Regions from separate parts of the Sus scrofa genome. Here region 2 is linked to region 1. A link is a contact called in public HiChIP or PLAC-seq data. All regions are on one chromosome and are shown on one strand. Each heading gives the region's core, a stretch centred on a gene start, on an enhancer-like site or on the middle of the called end of the contact. The rest is flanking DNA. Distances are from core to core; before and after follow the strand shown.

Evidence for each region. HiChIP or PLAC-seq counts read pairs in DNA pulled down with a chosen protein or histone mark.
Region 2: a contact with region 1 is called in an H3K27ac HiChIP or PLAC-seq map of alveolar macrophages. The contact joins the promoter of EGR2 here to the enhancer-like site in region 1. A contact is called at or near these places in 1 of 5 promoter capture datasets (liver), 27 of 47 Hi-C or Micro-C datasets (adipocytes, alveolar macrophages, blood and 16 more) and 2 of 2 datasets of contacts at active chromatin or transcription factors (alveolar macrophages and skeletal muscle).

The regions. Positions count from the first base shown.
Region 1 is chr14:66,107,887-66,113,993 of Sscrofa11.1, forward strand. No RefSeq gene overlaps it. Among named protein-coding and RNA genes, the nearest start is that of ADO, 170 kb to the right of the region's middle. Within about 2 kb of position 2,220, at least 3 of the 83 cell types and tissues checked have an H3K27ac peak or open chromatin away from gene starts, as enhancers often do. A contact at or near this core is called in alveolar macrophages, where this site is marked.
Region 2 is chr14:66,286,634-66,292,864 of Sscrofa11.1, forward strand. EGR2 (early growth response 2) reads right to left here and starts at 2,017. Exons shown (of 2, transcript NM_001097488.1): 1 at 1,765-2,017; 2 at 1-422. The coding sequence starts at 1,933. It overlaps LOC106506022 (a long non-coding RNA gene), which reads left to right and starts at 4,788. Exons shown (of 6, transcript XR_001300985.2): 1 at 4,788-5,217.

The DNA of each region.
Region 1 (6,107 bases), core at 970-3,469:
AGTTGATATTATAAAATACTGAAATGTTTTCATATTTATACACTACAACTGGAGACACTGAAACATTTTGTGATTTTATCCAACTGCTTTGCAGACAAATTTGATTATGTTTGAATGTAAGATTTTCAAGACTAACACCTATCCTTGAAGGATAGCAGTGATATTTCCACTTCTTTATGGTTAACTTTGATGTTAAAATGATGTTAAGTTAAAAATGATGAATCACTCTTAAGAAAATTTTCAGAGATCCTGAGTGATAATTTTCATAACTGTTGTAGGTATTGATTAGGTCAAGCTAAGTGTTGTAACAAACAGCTTCCAAATCTCAGTGACAAAAGACAATGGAAGTTTATTTCTTTTTTTAAATTTATTTTTTAATTTTTTTATTTTTTGTCTTTTTGCTATTTCTTTGGGCCGCTCCCACGGCATATGGAGGTTCCCAGGCTAGGGGTCGAATCGGAGCTGTAGCCACTGGCCTACGCCAGAGCCACAGCAACGCAGGATCCGAGCCGCGTCTGCAACCTACACCACAGCTCACGGCAACGCCGATCGTTAACCCACTGAGCAAGGGCAGGGACTGAACCCGCAACCTCATGGTAGTCGGATTCGTTAACCACTGCGCCACGACGGGAACTCCTTTTTTTTTTTTTTTTTTTAATTTATTTATTTATTTATTTATTTATTTATTTTATTTTATTTTTTTTTTTGTCTTTTTGCTATTTCTTTGGGGAAAGTTTATTTCTTACTCATGTTTTGGTTCCATGGAGGTCCCTGAACCATGACTTCTACTCAGTCAGGGACCCAGGTCACATCCCTGTAATGGCTGGTCTGATACCCTCAGTTTCCTTGGAGGTTGCTTCATTGGAATAAGGTTATAGTTCAGGCCAGGAAGTATCAATCAGCTTCGTATTTCACTGGGTAGAACCCAGTCACCTGGTCACACTCAGCTACGAGTCTTAATTTTAATGAAGTTGCTATTTATTTATTTATTTAATTTTTGTCCTTGTGCATTTAGAAACCATTACCTAAATCCAAGGTAACAAAGATTTACTCCTATGCTTTCTTCTAAGAATTTTATAGTTTCAGCTCTTACATTTAGGTGTATGATCTATTTTGAGTTAATTTTTACATAAGTGTGAGGTAGGAGTTCAACTTCATTATTTTGCACATGGTGATCCCAGCATCATTTGCTGAAAAGACTTGTTTCTTTCTAAACATTGAATTTTCATGGCATTCTTGTAAAAAATCATGTGACCATAGAACTAAAGGTCTATTTCTGGACTCCCAGTTCTACTGTCTTGATTACTATAGTTTTATGGTAAAAAGTATAGTTTTTGAAATTGGGAAATGTGAGTCCTCTAACTTTATAATTTTTCAACATCGGTTTGACTATTCTGCAGCTATATTATTTATTTTTTTATTTTTTTATTGTGATTTTTATTTTTTCCATTATAGGTGATTTACAGTGTTCTGTTAATTTTGACTGTACAGCAAAGTGACCCAGTCATACATTTATATCGTTTATTTTTACAATCCAATTTCCAAAATTCGGGAAAAGGGCAGGATGGAGCATGTTCAGATGGAAAATGGAAAAGTAGGCATTGGTAGCCAAATGTGAGTATGTGTGCTGGTATTAGGATTTTGAGGAGAGAAGCCTATTTTTGCTTTACAAATTAAAAATTCTCTAAGAAAATTGTTGATAATCACAATGATTTGGAATTTTATAGCTCTTTTCAAGGAAATTATATATGAATACTTTTAATTATGAAGACTTTGAGGGCCTAAAATTTACTAGTCTTCATCAATTATCCCTTATTTTTTTTTATTTGGATGATAAAACTCTGAACGGGATAATCTAAAGGAAAATAAAATTGTTTTTGCCATTAACTGCTTGGTTATAAAAATCCTACTTTTAAAGAACTTTGTATCCTTAATGTAAGGCAAACTTGGTAGCCAGTTCAGACAAGGTAAGACTATCTACAAATCAGAAGACATTGGTGCCTAGAATTTGGCATTCCTAAATTCCCAATGCTAAATCAGGAAATGTACACACTTGTCGCTTCACGTCTGAATAGAGGGTTAGACAACTCATGGATGACCTTTGAAATGATAAAATAGCACTTTGATTTTTCTACTGATTACTCAGAAATGTGCCTAAAGGTGATTGCAAAGAACTGTGAACAATAATATTGAGCAAGTGGAGTGGTTGCACCACGTGGCAGGAAAAACACAGACTGGCTTTAGGATCAGACAGCTCTGGATTTCAAATGTGGACTTCTTACTGTCTTTGTGAACTTGAGAAAGATATTAAGCTTCAGTTTCATTATTTCTAAAAATTGGTAAATACCTCTTGCAGAATTGCTCTGAAGATTAAGTGAGGCAAGAGATGCATGTGAACATGCCTGGGGAGGGGGGGGAACTGTAAGAGAGTAGGCTCTCAATCTGTTTCTTTTCTTTTTTTTTTTTTTTTTTCAAATACCTATAAGTGGATGAATGACAGAAAAGACCATAAAAGTAACATTTTAACTGAATTATTATGATAAATTTTAAATTTCTTCCCATGAAATTTTATTCTTTTAAGTTAAAAAAAACTGTTGATTCAAAAAATGTAACTGTTTTTGTATCTTTTAGAAGAATGTTCCTATAAACAAATTATTTTTAAAAAGCTTTTTTATCAACTCAATCATCCTAATTCCTGGTTAGGAAAATCACTTTAACACTTTGGGAGTCTGTGGATACCATACACTGAACAATCAAGCTACTTCAACTTCTCGCGAGGAAATGAGACTACCAAAAAACAGGAAGTTAAATGTGTGCAAAAGTATACATCCTGGTTGCCCATATGAAGATGAGGATGTGGTTTCTGTGTTCAAGGTCAAGTCTATGGTGGAAGGCCAAATGCCCCTGATTTTAAAATATAGCTTATATTGCACAAGGAAATATGTTTTTTTGTGTGTATGTGCACCACTGTTTCCTTGACAATAGTACCTGGCACACAGAAAGTGCTCAATAAATATTGTTGCATGAGTGAATAAATGAGTGAACCATAGCAGGTATCATCTGGTCTAGTAATTTTCAAACTTTTTTTTTTTGGTTATAGGCTCTTTGTTCAAGAAAAATATTCGGTGGACACCCAATATGATACACAGATGCAAGAGAAGCCTCTCTAGTCCATGAGACAGACTGCAGGGACCTCACCTCAAGATCCTCTAGATTCTGCAAGCCATATCTGGAAACCCCTAATCTTGTCAAACTTATATCAGAGATGGTAAGAGTAAAACCAGAGAGAAGGATTTTCCCAGTGCTGCACAGTGAAGTCAAAAACTTCACTCTCGACTTTTGGAATTCTTGTGTCTGTGGGGCAAAGGGCACATTCTACTGAATGTTTGCATCACTGGGAGGGTGTGTGGACACCCTTGGGCCCTCCAGGTGGCCTCAAGAGAGGAGCTAGTATCAGTTGCTTATCTACTTTCTGGAAGAACAACTCATTCTATGGTGCAATAAAGGGCTTCAAGCTGTGTCACTGAGGGCTCTCTGATGGTAAGACTTTTTTTGCTATAACTGTATGACCTCCACACAGGAAGGAAAGTGGTCCCCAATATATACATCTTGAGGTTGTCCCTAAGAGAATGGAATATGGGTTCTTCAGGGACTGCTTGTCTCAGACAAGTGGATGAGAATTTAAGAGTTAAATTATAGTTCGATTTGGTAACTCTAGAATCTAACTTCCAGATAAGTTATTTTAGGAGCATCCAGCCAATGATATTAATTAGTTTTAAGTGTGGAAGAGACATCTCAACCTGTAGCTTTTCCCTTGGGTCTCATATTTGCTCAGGTCCTGCCTTACTTGGTCCCCCACCCTCTCACCCCTCCTCTTCCAGTTCTGCTCCTTAGATGCAGAAGTTTGCACCACCAAAAGGGCTGGCACCCAGATGCTTCTCTTCCTTCTTGGTCTGGTCAGCAACCTACCATCCCACCCCCTTGGGATGCAGCTCAGGATCCGCCCCTTCCCCCGAGCCTGGTGCTGACTGCCTCCCTCTGCAGCTTCTGCTACCATCTGTGGCTCCTTATTTTCCATCATGGTGGAGAAAGCAGGAAGAGAGACAATTGGATTCCTTCACAGGTTGGGCGTTACAAAGTCACAGAGCTGAGATGAACATGTGATTTAATCCTAGCCACAAAAGCCACTTTCCAATTGCACAATCCTGGATAATATATGACCTCTTAATGGACACCCAACAATAATACCCTCAGTTAAGCTGTTTGAAGACATCCACAGAGTACTGGGGGAGTTCTACCATGCTCGCAGGTACGCGGTGCAGTTTGGGAGCTCTGTGCCTGGAGTCCCTGCTATTCCTCCAGTTGGCCTAAAGAGGGAGCTGTTTCCTTAGAATGCCTGAGGGAGACAAGGGTGCAGCCAGCCTGGGGGTTTGCAGGACCAAAGCTGCTGGGGCTGTTCCTAAACTTCATATGTTACCAAACAAACCCTAACTGCGGTTTCTCATCTTAAAAAAAAAAAAATGTGTCCACTCAACTGACAAGACTTCTAGTAGATCTAGCAGATTGCCAAGAGTCAGGAGACCTGGAATCCTGTCTCAATGGTACTAACCAGGTGTCCTTGGGCAAATTCTGTTACTTGGGCTCAGTGTCCTCAATGGTAAAGTAGGAACAAAGGCACAAGCCCAGCCTATTTCACTGGGTGATTAACAGAATTGATTGTGCTTAGAAAGGGTGTCATGTTATAATTAAGAGGATGAGCATTAGAGGCTGAAATATCAGTTTTGAAATTACCAGCCACATGGCTTTGGCCAGGTTTCTAACCTCATTTGCAAATTTGTAAATCTCACTGCACCAAACTCTTAGAATTGTTATAAGAAATAAATGAAAAAAATGCATGTGACAGGTGAAATAGGGATGATACATACTAAGCTCTTAATAAAAGGTAGCTTTTTAAAAATATAGCTGTTGAAGCAAAAATGTTTTCAAACCCTGTCATATTATGCACAGGTGAGGGGCATCATCTATTATCTGATTTGGTTCTCCCACAAAAAATAAAACAATATCTCAGAAGGATCAAACTATTTCCTATCCAAATGGAAACATACTACTTGGACATATTTCTTCAGGGTGTTTCTTTCATTGAAGGGACAACATCCAAGCCACGTGCATGTGGAAGGGCATAGTCTACACATTTTGAAGAGTCACTATCATTGTGCTTTCTCTACCAGCACTGATCCTGCCTCAACCCTATAACCAAGTATTCATTTATTCATTCAATAAATATCCATGGAGCAATGACCAAACATGTGGACTATTAGAGTCTGTAGAAACAGTAAGTTGAATAAGGCTCAATCTCTGCCCTCAAAGATTTAGTCTACTTGAGGAAGATGAAAAGACAAATGAAAAAATAGAGAGAGATGATAAGCATATGGTGCTGTGTGGACACACCGAAGGGGATCCTAGCCTGAGTGATAAAGGGCAGGTATCCCAAGCCTTCCCAGAAAAGATAATGAGCCCAAAGAACGTTAAGTTTGCTAATTGAAGTGGGAAAGGAAGGTGTTAAAGGCAGAAGTTCTCTTATTTCCTCATCTATAAAATGAAGAGATTCAACTAGATGGTTTCTAAGATGGTTCTCTGCAGAAAGGAGAGTGGGAAATAGTGAACAAGGAGCCTCCTTGCAATAAATCCTGCTTGTGGAATCCTCACTATGACAAGGACATGAGGGAGCATGGCACTTTATAGCTGGGTTATAAGAACAGGTTTCAAAACAAGGATGAAACTGGATTGTGATGTGATCATAAGTATTTAGAAAAATCAATCTGGGGCTGTATAGAGAATGGATTGAGGGGTAGAAGCAAAGATGTGCGTGGCAAAGCAGTCATTGAGGGAAATGATGAGGAACTGACTGAGACAGGATTAGAGGCAGGTGAAAAGGTGATTTGGAAGAGGAGGCTGATTGCAAAGGTGTTCAGAAGGTCAAACTGACAAGACTTGGTGACCTAATGGAGAACAATAGAGAGGTGCCAAGAATAAACCCCAGGATCTTGGCTAGTCCCATGGAAACACCATAGAGCTCCCTCATCATGCACTTAATGAATGCTTCCTTT
Region 2 (6,231 bases), core at 767-3,266, 180 kb after region 1:
GGAGGAGGTGGAGGTGGTGGCTGCTGAAAGGAACGCCGAGGGGTCCTGGTAGAGGTCTCCTGCACAGCCAGAATAAGGAGGAGGCGGCGGTGGAGAGTAGAGGTGGTCCAAGTCAGGCTGGGTCTGGGACATGGTGCACACACCCAAGGGTCCAGTGGCCAGTGGGTTGGGAGAAGCTGAGGTCACGTTGGATGAGGCCGTGGTGGATGCTGGGGAGGTGACCCCTTGCAGGATACCTGCACTCACAATGTTGATGATGCCTTCTGGGTAGCAGCTGGCACCAGGGTACTGGGGGTCAATGGAGAACTTGCCCATGTAAGTGAAGGTCTGGTTTCGGGGTGCAGAGACAGGAGCAAAGCTGCTGGGATATGGGAGATCCAAGGACCTCTTCTCTCCAGTCATGTCAATGTTGATCATGCCATCTGGGGAGGGGAAAGGAAGAAGGGAGGTGGAGCAATAAGAATTCAGCCAAGAATCCCTTCTCACCCTCCTCTCGTGAGTCCAACCCTAAGGCCCAGGATCCTAGCCCTTTAGAGCTGGGACAGTGTCCAACAGGTGAGGACATGGTGACCAAAAGACAGAGGCTAGCCCAAGATCCTACTGTGGCAGCCAGTGACAGTTTGGGACTCAAACTTCCCCCAGAAAAGCAAAATGAGCTACACCCAACCCCCACATACAGCCATCTGTGGCTCTACTCCCCAGTAAAAACACCCAATAATAGCAACAACAATATTAAAATTTCCCCATCTGCCTGGAACTTCTCTCCCTCTCCTTTGCCTGGGGGTCCACGGCAGACATCACCCTGGAGACTGATCCCAGCCAGTGCTGCAAAGGTGTCAGCCGGAGAGGTGAAGCAAAGAAGGGGGTCAATGATTTCCCGGCTGCTCCCAGTTCCAGATGCCTGCCTTCCTTCCCTCCCTCTCCCGCTGCGCTTCAGCTGAAGGCTGCTGGAGGGAATCTGGCTCTGTGGTGGAAGTCTCTAGGTTTCTCTTCCCTCCCAACCTTTTCGGTCTTGCCCGACATCCGCGCGTCCTCGCCTCAGCCCAAAGACAGTGGCAGGCTTTGAGGAAGGCGTGGGGTCTGCGAGGGTTGCGGGAGACCACTTTCCACCGCACTGCCAAGGAAACTTGGGGCGCCGATGCCCTGCGGGCCTCCCTCCGCAGCCAGGGAGGCCGCTTCCCGCGGATGCCCTCCCTCCACCTCCTCCTTCCCGCCTCGCCAATCCCGTCTCAACTTCACTGGCGGCGCGCAGGTGGGGGCGCTCCTTCAGGCTGCAGGGGGAGTGAGTCGCGGGGTCCCCTTTGCCCAGGAGGGAGCGGCAGATGCTTTTCTCTGGCGCTTCGCCGCCGCTTGGCTCTCCAGACGCTCAGCTTTCCTCCAGAGCCCCAAACTTTCTCGTCACTTTGCCCCTACCCCGGGAGAGGGGAGGACGGCGTGCAGCCGGCAGAAAGGCCCACACAGGCGCCGAAGCCTGGCGGGGCACCTCTCCTACTTTCATCCCTGCGTCCCCCGGGAGCTGGGAGCACCACGGCTCACGCCCGCCCGCTCGCTGGCAACCTGGTGCATCTGCCCGCGCGCCCAGTTTTAACGCCCTTCCCCGCTCCCGCGGGCTCCTCCTGCACCCCCGTCCAATTCCTCAAAGTCAGTTCAGTCAACACCGTCCACCTCGTGCCCCAACCCTCTCCTCCAAGTTCAACACACGCACCAAAACCCACCAACTTCGAGCTGCTTGGGTCCAGGCCCGAGGAGGGGGCACGCGCTTACCTCCGGCCACTCCGTTCATCTGGTCAAAGGGGCTTCCCAGTTCGGCATTGGGAAAGATGGTCACCGACGTGGCGGCGAGGTCCTCCACCGGATAGATGTTGTCAGACAGCTGGTGCACAAAACCACTGAGAGTTACTGGGATTTTGTCTACGGCCTTGGCGGTCATCATTTGCTCCTCGCACAACCTGGAGACCCAACTCCCTGGCTACCTGGAGTGTCAGAGAAGCCGTTTTGGAGAGGGATTGGACTGAGCCTAGGCTGGTATCTCCTTTTGCCCTCCACACTTAAAGCAACTATCCCCCCTCAAAAAAAAAAAAAAATCAACAAAAATAAAACTAGCAAACAAGTTGCTGGGTTTTTTTAAAGAAGAAAAATGGCTATTTGCCACTGACTCTCTCCTGTGTTCCGGCTGGGAAGCCAGGAGTTGCTGGTGTAGTGTTATTATAACAGTCAGTGTGTCCCCCTCGCCGAGCTATTAATCAATTGCTGCTCTCTGGGTTAGACGGAAAGTGTTGCTCTAAGTATTTATGGGCAGGCCCTCAATGCCCGTGACGTCACTGCCCATATATGGACTGAGGAACAGGGCTGGGCCAGGCAGCTTTTGCCGTCACATGGCCAATTTGCATAGGGGCTCGGCTGCGCGGGCTCCTGCGGGCTCGCGACTCCCGGCTCGCAGCCCGGGAGGATCCGCAGGGGTCTGGGGAACACGGCCCAAGCCGAAGCCCGGGTCCAGAGCGCTGGGCAAGGCAGGGATGGGGTGCACCACCGGTCGGGCTCAGGTCATTGTGCGAGAACGAGCGGGTCCGGGCTGTGGCGCAGCCTCCCGGGCGGGGAGGAATTCCGGTTCTCCGGGACTTTCCAAAAAAGGCGAAGATCCGGTGCCGGCAGCTCCGCCTCCCCAGCCCTTGTTTGGGAGCCATTCCGGAAAATTAAACTTCGGAAAGAAACCGAGCGGAGCCGAGACACTACAGTCAAACCCCTACTCACTTTCTTGGCAGCTCAAAACCGCAAGCAAAAGGAGGCAGCGAAGAAAAAAAAAAAAAAAAAAAAAAAGGCTGCATGCATTCACGGAAGCTGACTGCTTTTTTCTGAATTACTTGGTGGAAAGAAGTGGCTGGTGATAAGAGTGAATGCGGTATTGCTTTTTTGGAAAGTCTGTTCTATTTATACAGGAGCGAAAACGGAACAGGTTTGGGGTTGTTTGTTTGTTTAAGTATTTTGGGCACCTTGAGGCGGGGGGAGGGTAGACCCTAGGAGAAGCAAATAACTGCGGGGAGCTTCGAAAGAAATCCTCAACCGGCGACACCCCCCCTCCCTTTTTTTCTGCCCGCGCGCTCCCCGCCCCCCTTCAGCTGCTACGCGGACCGGGCGCCCTTCCCGGCTTGTCTGGGCGGTCTGCTGTGTGGGGGCGTCCAGATGGAGGCTTGGACACTCACCCTGCCCCGACACACACACACAAACACACACACTCGTACACTCACACACGCTCCACTTCCGCCACACACAGTCCTGCCCCCGCCGCCTTCTTCACACATCCACTCGCACACCTTACGCTACACACCTCCCTACTGACAGCGCGCCCGTGCACCCGCCTCGCCAATGGAGTGTCCAGTCGGCAGAGTAGGCACCCGGGTTTGCTGGACAAGATGCCCTGCGGAGACACCCAGCCTCACCTTCAGTGCCTGTACCGGCTGTCACCGCAGTCTCCCTACCCCCCCCCCCCCCGAAAGCCTACGCTCCGGAGGTGTGCTCTACCTGCACCTGAGCCCTACTCCAAAACACACACGTGAGGAATATTCTTCCTTTCCCTGTTCAACAGTTATTTTAGGGAGCCCAGCGAGGTCCAGAGTAGCAGCAAATGGTGACTCTAACGCCAGTTTCGAGTCGCCATCACCCTACACGCTTTCCCCTGTAAAATAAACTGACTTCGATGGGAACCTTTCTGCTTAGTTTCCAAAGCACCCAAAGCAATTTTTAAAAACTTTTCAGGGGTCCAGATAGCGACGGGTTCTGGCTGGCTGCACACACCACTCCCACCCCCAGGCGCATCCCGACCCACGCCGGGAGCGCTCCAGGTCTGGCCAGGGTCCCAAAGGAGGTTAGTCCCAGTTGCTCAAGCCTGGTGAGCAGCCGCCTGCCAGACCCTTTCCCGCCTCAAAGCAGCCAAGGCCTGGGATAGAGCGCCAGGCAACCTCTAGGTCCCGGCCCTGCCCTTCCCCACCGCCAGCCAGGATGGTCCTAGCCTCGTGGGGGCCTGGGAGGCCGAGAACCACGGCGCCACGCCGTGGAAGAAGCGAGGCGCTGCAGGCGGCTCCTCCAGCCGCTCACCTGCCGCGGCCGCCGCCGCTGCGAGCCCACTCCCTCCCGGTCCTGTGCGCCGAAGTCAGGACCGGGGCGGCGGTGAGCGGCATCTGCTCCTCCTCCCGAGTGTCGCTTCTCCCCCTTGCCCACAGCGAAATTGGTTCTCCCGGGGCCGGCCATCTTCCTGACTTCAAACGCACAGAGAAAATTTAGGAAAGTTTCTCGCTTGCACTGCGGGCTCTTTTCCAATTGGAAATAAAAATAAAAGGGGAAAGGAAGAAAATCGCAGGAAGATTAGCACCCTTGTTGGTACCCCACCCTCGGCAAAAACTTGAAAAGTCCCGTTACTAAAAAAAGAAAAGAAAGCTGCGCTCTTACCACGTGCGCCAGCCCGCTCCGCCTGCGCTCCGGCAGGTCCCGCGGCCCCCGTGATGACCACCGGCAAGACGACGCCTCGGAGGGTAGCCCGACTCGCATCTCCAGCCCTGAGTCCGAAAGAAGGGGGGTACCGAATTATGCAAATATGGGTTGTGTCAGCGGGGCTCGGGTTACGGCCCCCGGGCTTGGCCCCCGCCGGCCTCCGAGGTTAGGTACCCACCGGCAGCAAGGGCGGGCGCGGCAACTGGTTGCGCTTCGCTCCTCTCCACGCACGTGGGCGGACGAACTGGCGGGCGGGTGAGTCGCAGGGGCCGCCCCGTGGTGGGCGCTGCTGCCAACCCGGCTGGCGGCCACAGCGCGCCACCCCGAGGGGGAGCTCCTGGAGTGCTGGGCGAGCTGGGCGCTGAGGGCAGGACGCAGGCTGGGGGCGGCCCTGGAGAGAATAAGCCTTGAGGTCTTTGGCTGCTACACTTCCCGAAGGAGGCGGCCCATTGGGGGTCAGGTGGGGGATGGGACCCCAAAGAGGAGAGGCGGGCTTAATCGCCCAGTCTCAGAAGCACGTTCGAGTAAATGGGAGCGACTGACACTGGAATTATTCGCAGCTTTCCAACAACTCACACCTCCCTTAAGAGCTGCGCCACGTCGAGCCAGCCCTGCGCTGGGGATAGGTTGGGGGCAGGGGCGAGCAACAGCCGCAAGGAGGCTATGCGGGCTCTCTGGAAGGTGCCTGGGGCCAGTCTTGGGAGGCCTTCCTTGAACCTCCGCTAGAAACGGGTCAGTAGATACTTCCCATAATCTCTCTCTCTCTCCCTCTCTCTTTCTCTCTCTCTCTCTCTCTCTCTCTCTCCCCCTCCCCCTCTCCCTCTCCCTCTCCCTCTCCTTCTCTCCCCCCCTTCTCTTTGTTTCTCCCTCTTTTCCCCTAGATACTTCCCATAATCTCTCTCTCCCCCCTCCTCTTTGTCTCTCCCTCTCTCTCCCCTTTCTTCCTCTTTCCCTCCTTCTCTCCTTCCCTCCTTCCCTCCTTCCCTTTTAATAGTGATAATAGAACAAAGTCTGGGCATACTCATTTCCAGCCATCCATCCTGAGGATGAGTAATAAGTTCACAAAGCTAAAGTAACTTGGCTAAGGCATGCATGCAGCTGCTAAGTGGTGGCATTCGAACTTGCAACCATGTCTTCTGACTCCAAGCACAGTAATCCGGATGCTACGTCAGTCCTACAGGGAAGTCTAGTTCCAGAAAGGGAAGGGATTTTTGAGGACTGGGAGCCTGGCTCAACCTACTAGGGAAGAAACAGGTTATCCTTCACCAAGTTCATTTCTCTTCTTCGGCATTTCTGAAAAGAGGAAAGCTGAGGTCAGGCCTTTCAAAAGGAAGGGACCAGGACTGTCATGGACATAACCTCCTCTCCAGATGAAGGGAGAATTTGAATTCTTAGACCTTCTCAGCCTGTGTTAAGGATGGAGTGGACATACGTTTGGTACAAAGCCAGTATATTATAGGCCCTAAAATAAGAGAAGCCAAGCCCACAGTATTCTTCCTGGAGTGAAAAATAAGTAAGGGGAAAAAAACAAACGAACAAACAAACAAAAAAACGGTAGAGACAAATAAAAACCCCAAAGATGTTTACAGAGTAAGATACTGCACTGGAGAGGGGAGGAAGGGAGGAAGGGGGACTGTGGTGGTTAAATACAGAGATGTACATGGTCTCTCCTTTTAGGCACTTGAGCTTAATTCTGATCAAAAACTGAACAAATAAATGCCTTTCTTTAAAACAGAGTTGTGAAAA